2 separate regions of the Zea mays genome follow, and region 1 is linked to region 2. Evidence: chromatin contacts called from public Hi-C data. All regions are on one chromosome and are shown on one strand. The core of a region is the stretch at or near the end of the contact, and the rest is flanking DNA. Distances in the headings are between cores, read along the strand shown. Region 1 holds the start of LOC100191482. Region 2 holds the start of LOC100281604.

Region 1 (3,488 bases), core at 462-2,961, 350 kb after region 2:
ATATTTTCTTGCAATTTGTTTTCCAATTTGAACTATATGGCTGTTATGACTTATGAGTTTGACTTATCGCTGATTTGGTTCAGTTTGAGGCTTCAAATGAGGTAAGACTTGCTGTTTATTTCAGTTTAGTTCAATTTCATGCTTCAAATGAGGTAAAACATGCTCTTTCTTCATATATAAGTGTTATATTGTCTATATGAAGCCATTATATAGGCAAAACAACCACTATATTGGCACGTCGACGACTAGTCGACTGACTTATCGACTAGTCACCAAGTCGGTACCTTGTCGACTCGACTTAACGACTTGAAAACCTTGTCTGTACCTGCCGTTTGGGGGGAAAAACAATATGTGGATACAAGTAAATTTTGTTTTAAAAACATAACAAGGCATGCCATCTAGGTTTTGTAGCAATCAGTGACACCATTAACGGAGCAGGAGCACACAGTTCACAGGATGGGAAGAAATTAAAGGAGGAAAAGTGATAGAACATGATGAACTCACCTGCTCCCAACGAATTGCTGCCTTCTCGGTCAGTGGTCCCACTGTCGTCAGAGCTGCAAATCAGAAGGACAAATCCACCACTGCGCACCGAGGGGCCTGTGAAGAGAGGAACGCAAGCGCGCCACCAGCCCACCACACCAGTCAAGGGAAGTCGCAGAACCTGGTGTCGAATCAGGGCAGATATGAGGATCCTTTGAACTGAAAGAAAACTACAATTTAATTTCCTTGAGTTGTCCTTCAGAGTTCAGAGTGAACTATCTGTCACTAAACTTGGCTAATTTTTGAACTTGTAACTTACTGCTTACACTTATATAAAAATGGATCATATGTATATGTACGTGCAAAATTGTAGAAGACTAAGTGAGACTAGCAGCACTGGGGGCCAATCTTCATAATAATGGAGAGAGAATAGGGCTACAATTGTAAAACAGATCGAGCACCCAAAAATCCTCAGTTAATTACAGAATGTAGTACAAGCTATGTGGCGCCAAGAAGAAGGTGGGGGGGTACCAGCGCGAATCCAGCACGGGTTCCGGTGGTAGCGACTCCCGGCGGCCAGGGTGGCGGCGGCGGCGGCGGTGAAATACGAGCTGGGCGCTACTTCAGCAGGGCAGGGGATGATGCGGAGAATAGATAGGGGAGGAGAGCAAGAGGAGGCGCACCTGGATCAACGGACGTCGCCGCCTCGCTGGAGAAGGTCACGCGGGAACGGCGGCGGCGGGCCGCGGGCCGGCGGCGTTGCCGCTCTATTTCTGCGGGAGCCGGGAGCGGACGGCAGATCGACCCGACGTGCCCTACGGCCCTACCCACTCCGACCCGCCCCAACCCGCATCGCAGTGAACCCAACCCGCCCCGGCCCGCTAGCTATCGAAACCCATTTCCACCCAGCCCATAGAACTCATTTCGACCCACCCCATTGCATCACGCTGTTCATTGCATCGCAGCAGCACCTGATGGACGGGAGGAATTTATCAAAATAGGTCGTTCTAAACTGCCGCTCTGCAAAATACGCCTGCGCTAGCTCAGGTCGTAAAAATGGGTCGCTCAAGCGCTGTCACTCGCCAGGAGAGGTCACGACAGCTTCTGGCGTACCTGGTAGGTGGGCCCGTGTTGCTCCCTGCCGATTTTGCCCTTACGGCCGTTCACAACGCCGTCTTCTCCCTCCATTAACCGAAGCATATCGAGCTCTCAGTGTCCGCTCTCTGCTGCTCTCTGGCTCTGGAACGCCGCTCTCCTCGCGCTCTCAGTGTCCGCCGCCACCGATCTTCACGGCCTGGCCGGCGACGGCGACGACTAACCCCACTCCTCCTCCTCTGCAGGTGATCTTCCCCCTTCCCTCTTCCCCTGTCCGCTGACATATCCCCTACCCTCTGTAACGTTTACGTACCCAGGCGAATGTGCGGCAGCCGGCAGTGAGTGGGTTCATCCAGAGGGTCGTGCAAGCCATTGGAATAGAACTGCGAAGACGTCTGCCACTCCTCCCCTTTGCAGGTAACTTTTGCCCACCCCACCCCTCTGTCACGGCGTCGCGGTGCTCAATCCGGGCAGCTCCCAAGTTCTATCGCCGCCGCGGCAGCGCCATATATTCAAAATATGTTTGACCATTATGTGTAATAATTTGTGCTAACACTAGATATAGGTGGTGACATTCCGTCTCCGAAGTCTACATATGATAGGTACATTTCACTTATAACTCTTTTGCTTTTAATGTCGGAGTATAATGACTAATTAAAATTTTATTTTGTAGTAGCCTTGTACTTGTGTCAGTTAGTGGCATCCAATCTTCAAGTGTGCCAAGTGGAGAAGGTGGACCATCCGCTGTTTTAGAAACACAAGGTGCAGCTCCTAGTGGAGAAGGTGGACCATCCGCTGTTTTAGAAACACAAGGTGCAGCGCCAAGTATAGAAGGTGGAAGACCTCTTTTATTACTAGGACCATCCAGTGTAGCGCCAAATCTTCCAACTACTCCATCATGCCATGGCACTGGTCCTAGAATGCTTAAAAAGAAGTTCACACCAAAAAAAAAGGAAGGCATGAGTACCTGATATGTAAGATTTGAAATATGTTGTGTGAACTATGTGTTATTTGAGACCATGTGAAGTGTAAGATTTGAAATATGTTGTGTGAACTATGTGTTATTTGAGACCATGTGAAGTGTAAGATTTGACATAGAACTGTTGAGCTGCATTCCCAGTTGAGACCAACAATCTGTTCATTTGTTATCTGTTTTTTGATCTGCTGAGCTGTTCATTTATTAATAACTGAACTAGAGCAGTTGTTAACAGATTGACAGATTGTGAGCAGTTCTGGAAGTTCTGGACAGATTCTGAACAGATTGACAGATTCTATCGTATTTACAATGTGTTAACTGACAGTTCTGGACAGTTCATTATCTGATAACTGGGAGCAAGTCGATCTGTTAACAACTGTTTGGAGCAACTGTTTGGAGATGTTTGGGAGCTGAGCCTGTTTGGAGCAAGTCCAACAACAGGCGTCCTTGAATTTACACTGTTGTCATCTCCAAACAGCTGGACAGTTCTCCAAACAATTTACAAACAGGCTCAGCTCAAGTGCACACCGAGACAAACAGCCAACACTTGAGCCAGCACTTGCCAGCACTTGAATTGTCCAGCAGCCAGAACTAGAGCAGCAGCAGCTCAGGTGCTAACAACTGGGAATGCAGCTCAAGTGCTGGCTGTTGGCGTTAACAACTGGGAATGCAGCTCAAGTGCTGGCTGTCCTTGAATTTACACTGTTGTCATCTCCAAACAGCTGGCTGTCCTCAGCTGCTCTAGTTCAGTTTTGACGACAGTGTAAATTCAACTGGGAATGCAGCTCAACTGCTGGACCAACAATCTGATGGTATGCACAATCTGTTGTTAGCACCAGAACTGGACTAACAATCTGTTGGTATGCACAGCAGCAGCAGCCAGAATTAGAGCAGCAGTAGCTCAGGTGCTGGACCAACAATGAACACCCAACAC
Region 2 (3,298 bases), core at 578-3,077:
TACCCAGATGTTCCATCTTCAGTTTCAGTGGTTACAACATTAGTTGATTTCTTGTCCTGTGTGAACTTGCGATCAGGGCACTCTCTAGCTCAATGTTGATCACTGCCACAGATAAAGCATCCTCCCTTTCCCTTGTTGTTGTTGTTGTTCTTTTTAAAATGTGTTGTTTGAACAGGTTTATTTGTATTCTCTTGTTTGTTCTGGTTTTTCTTCTTGTTGAACTTGCGGTAGTTTCTCTTCTGCACCACATTAGCAGTAGAGGTCTCAATACCTTTTCCATTGTCCTTTGTTCTAGCTCTTTCCTCAACATCAAGAGTACCAATGAGTTCTTCCACATTGAACTCTTGTCTCTTATGTTTGAGAGAGGTAGCAAAGTCCTTCCAAGAAGGTGGCAACTTGGCGATTATACCGCCATCCACAAACTTATCAGGCAAAGGACAAGAAAAAAGTTCGAGTTCCTTAGCTAGTGCCTGGAACTCATGAGCCTGTTCCACTACAGATCGGTTCTCAACCATCTTGTAGTCATACAGCTGCTCCATGAGATACAGCTCGCTACCAGCGTCAGTTACTCCAAACTTTCCAACAAGTGCATCCCACAGCTCTTTCCCTGTAGAAAGGATGATATAGCTTTTCTGGAATTTTGTATCAAGTGCGCTAATTACTGCTCCTCAAAAGAGGTTGTCTTCAGCCTTAAACTTAGCCTCATCTTCAGAAGTTAAATCTGACAGAAAAATGCCTAACATTAGGTTTTTGGATTGTTAGAATTATAGACATTTTTCATATCATTTTAATTCCATAAATTAACATTATGATGATGACATATAACAAATAATTAATCATAGAAATCGTGATCTCAAATATATCCATAACAATATGGATCATGAGAACACAAAGCATATGAATCATATAAATCATATAAATATGATAAGCATATAAACTGACTGAACAATTGAAAATAAACAGATAGAAACATAAATAGCATGACTGTAAAATTAAAACAGACAGATATAACATATTATAATATGACAGAATAGATGAGATAAAATCATTGCTACATATAAAACAACACAAATAAATATATGAAACATATATAATCTGCAGAACGTAAAACAGTAAGGAAATAAACTGATCATACCCTCCCATGCGCTCTGATGATCCAGATCATTGTCCAGCTTCCCTTTGTCATGTTGTCAGGAAGAATATGTTTTGGGCAGTCGCGTAAACGCTCACCAAAAACCTAATTGCTGATCCCCCGTGCAAGGTCTCGAACGGCAGGGGCTTCAGAGACACATGCCCTTCTCCTCTACTGAAAGGTTTAACCCGGAGTTGAAACTCCCGCGATTAATGAGTGCTAAAAATTAACACAACCACCCCACGACCGCCCGCCCGCGCGTCTGCCTCGCCCGTGCCCGGCCGGCGGCGGCGCGCGTGGCACGCCGTTGTCTATTTCTTGACTTCTTAAATTAAGTGAAATAATTCCCACCATATAAGTCAAGTCAAAAGACCTTTGAACTTCCAATATGATACTACTGGTATTATCCATCATTACACACCATAGAGTTTATTCAATAAATTGGCCAACCCCATAAAAAATCGAACATTACATAGCCCGCCGCCACCGAACCAGTTGCTTGCCGCCGGCCTCCACCAGCTGCTAGCCGTCGGCCAGGCCCTCCGCCATCAGGAAGCTGTTCGTTGCCGGCCCCGCTCTCCACCAGCCTGAAGCCCCGTTCTCCGCCGCAGCCCCGTTCGGCTGCTACTGCTGCAGCAGCTTTCATCCATCCAGGCATCCGGCGACAAGCAGTTGCATATTCTCATAACAGTGGCCTTGCCTATCAGCTCAACAGGGCAACAGGCCTGAGCGGCTGCCTTGGCTGGGGACTGGGGTGACCGTGACCTACAGGTTGAGTCTGACGGGCTTTTTTCTACACAATTTGCTTGTTCAAATTGCTTTGTATTTTTTTTTCTCTGGACGCAAATCTTTGACTGGCGGAGAAGAGGAGCAGGAGGAGCGTTCGCTGGCGAAGAGCCGAAGACAGAGAGCTCGAGCGAGAAAGAACAAGGGCAAATGAGGGACTCCAGCTCCGGTCCAGCAGATTACGAGCGGCGTTAAGGGCTTAAGGCAAGTGTGTGTGAGTGTGTCTCGGTCCCATATCTGAAAGAGTGCAACGTTGATGAACAAAAGTGAAAACGGCCATATTGGTAGTCTCATTTTTGCAATAAGCTCATCAAAAAGATGCTTCTTCCTCGAAAGCTTCTCCCATGGCGGCGCCCCGCTCAGGACGCCCAGGCCCTGGCAGGCCGCCTCCTGCGCTCCTCTTCATCCTCCTTTGACCCCGACGACGACGACCCTCCGTTCACGCGGGTTCCTAAGCTCCCACCTCGGGCGCCATCGACGCCGCCGCCGAAGCCCAAGGCCCTGGCGGGCAAGATCAGGCCCGATGAGCCTGCGCACTCCGACCTTCCCTTTGACTTCCGGTACTCGTACTCGGAGACAGACCCGACATGGAGGCCCATCGGTTTCCGCGAGCCCACCCGGTTCTCGCCCTTCGGCCCCGGCCGCCTCGACCGCCCATGGGACGGCACAGCCGCGGCACGCGTCGGCGATTATGCTAGTGGCGACGAGAGGATCCGGGAGGAGGTTCTCGGGGAACCTCTGTCGGAGGAGGAGGTGGCGGCGCTGGTGGAGAGGTACCGGCACAGTGATTGCTCACGGCAGATCAATTTGGGTGAGTTTTTTTTTATGCTTCCAGTACCGAATGGTGTCTATTTCTGAATTCTGATGCTTTGCGTGATATATGTTTACAGTACTATTATTGAGTATTGTTGTTTGATTATCCACAGTCAGGTACTATTTTCGTGAAATGGGCTGAGACCCAGTATTTCACTTGCAACATGGTTTGGACTAGTTCTGAAAATATTCTCATGTAATCCAAATGCTCCCCCGATTTCCTTCGTCTATTATCCACGTTTATAGGTTTCTGGAAAGTCCCCACTGCCCTAGAAGTAGGAATCAGTTTTTCCTGTGAAATGGATGTAGAAATTCATAGTTCAGGGGATATGGAGAAAATGGTGTTTGGTCAATGTTTAGGTGTGTTTTAATCAATTTTTTTAGTATATTTCTAAAGTTAGTTATGTTTTGATCATATATTTGGTGTTCTGAACAGTTTGCGCTAAAATCATACTCACTCCGTCCCAAAATATTAGTTGTTTTAGCTTTTGATTTTTGTGATGATAAATCTAGACACATATATAAAACAAATATATTAATTATTGTATGAATCAACTTAAAAGGTAA

The links. Hi-C and Micro-C count contacts between places; a contact is called where the count stands out from the background.
Region 1: a contact with region 2 is called in a Hi-C map of tassel, with 2.6 times the contacts expected there. The contact joins the promoter of LOC100191482 here to the promoter of LOC100281604 in region 2. A contact is called at or near these places in 2 of 25 Hi-C or Micro-C datasets (ear and tassel).

The regions. Positions count from the first base shown.
Region 1 is chr4:31,101,452-31,104,939 of Zm-B73-REFERENCE-NAM-5.0, forward strand. It overlaps LOC100191482, which reads right to left and starts at 1,712. Exons shown (of 3, transcript XM_035967216.1): 1 at 505-1,712. It overlaps LOC100274932, which reads left to right. Exons shown (of 2, transcript XM_035967222.1): 2 at 2,255-2,719. The coding sequence ends at 2,331.
Region 2 is chr4:30,747,970-30,751,267 of Zm-B73-REFERENCE-NAM-5.0, forward strand. It overlaps LOC100281604, which reads left to right and starts at 1,828. Exons shown (of 6, transcript NM_001353168.1): 1 at 1,828-1,903; 2 at 2,007-2,729. The coding sequence starts at 2,237.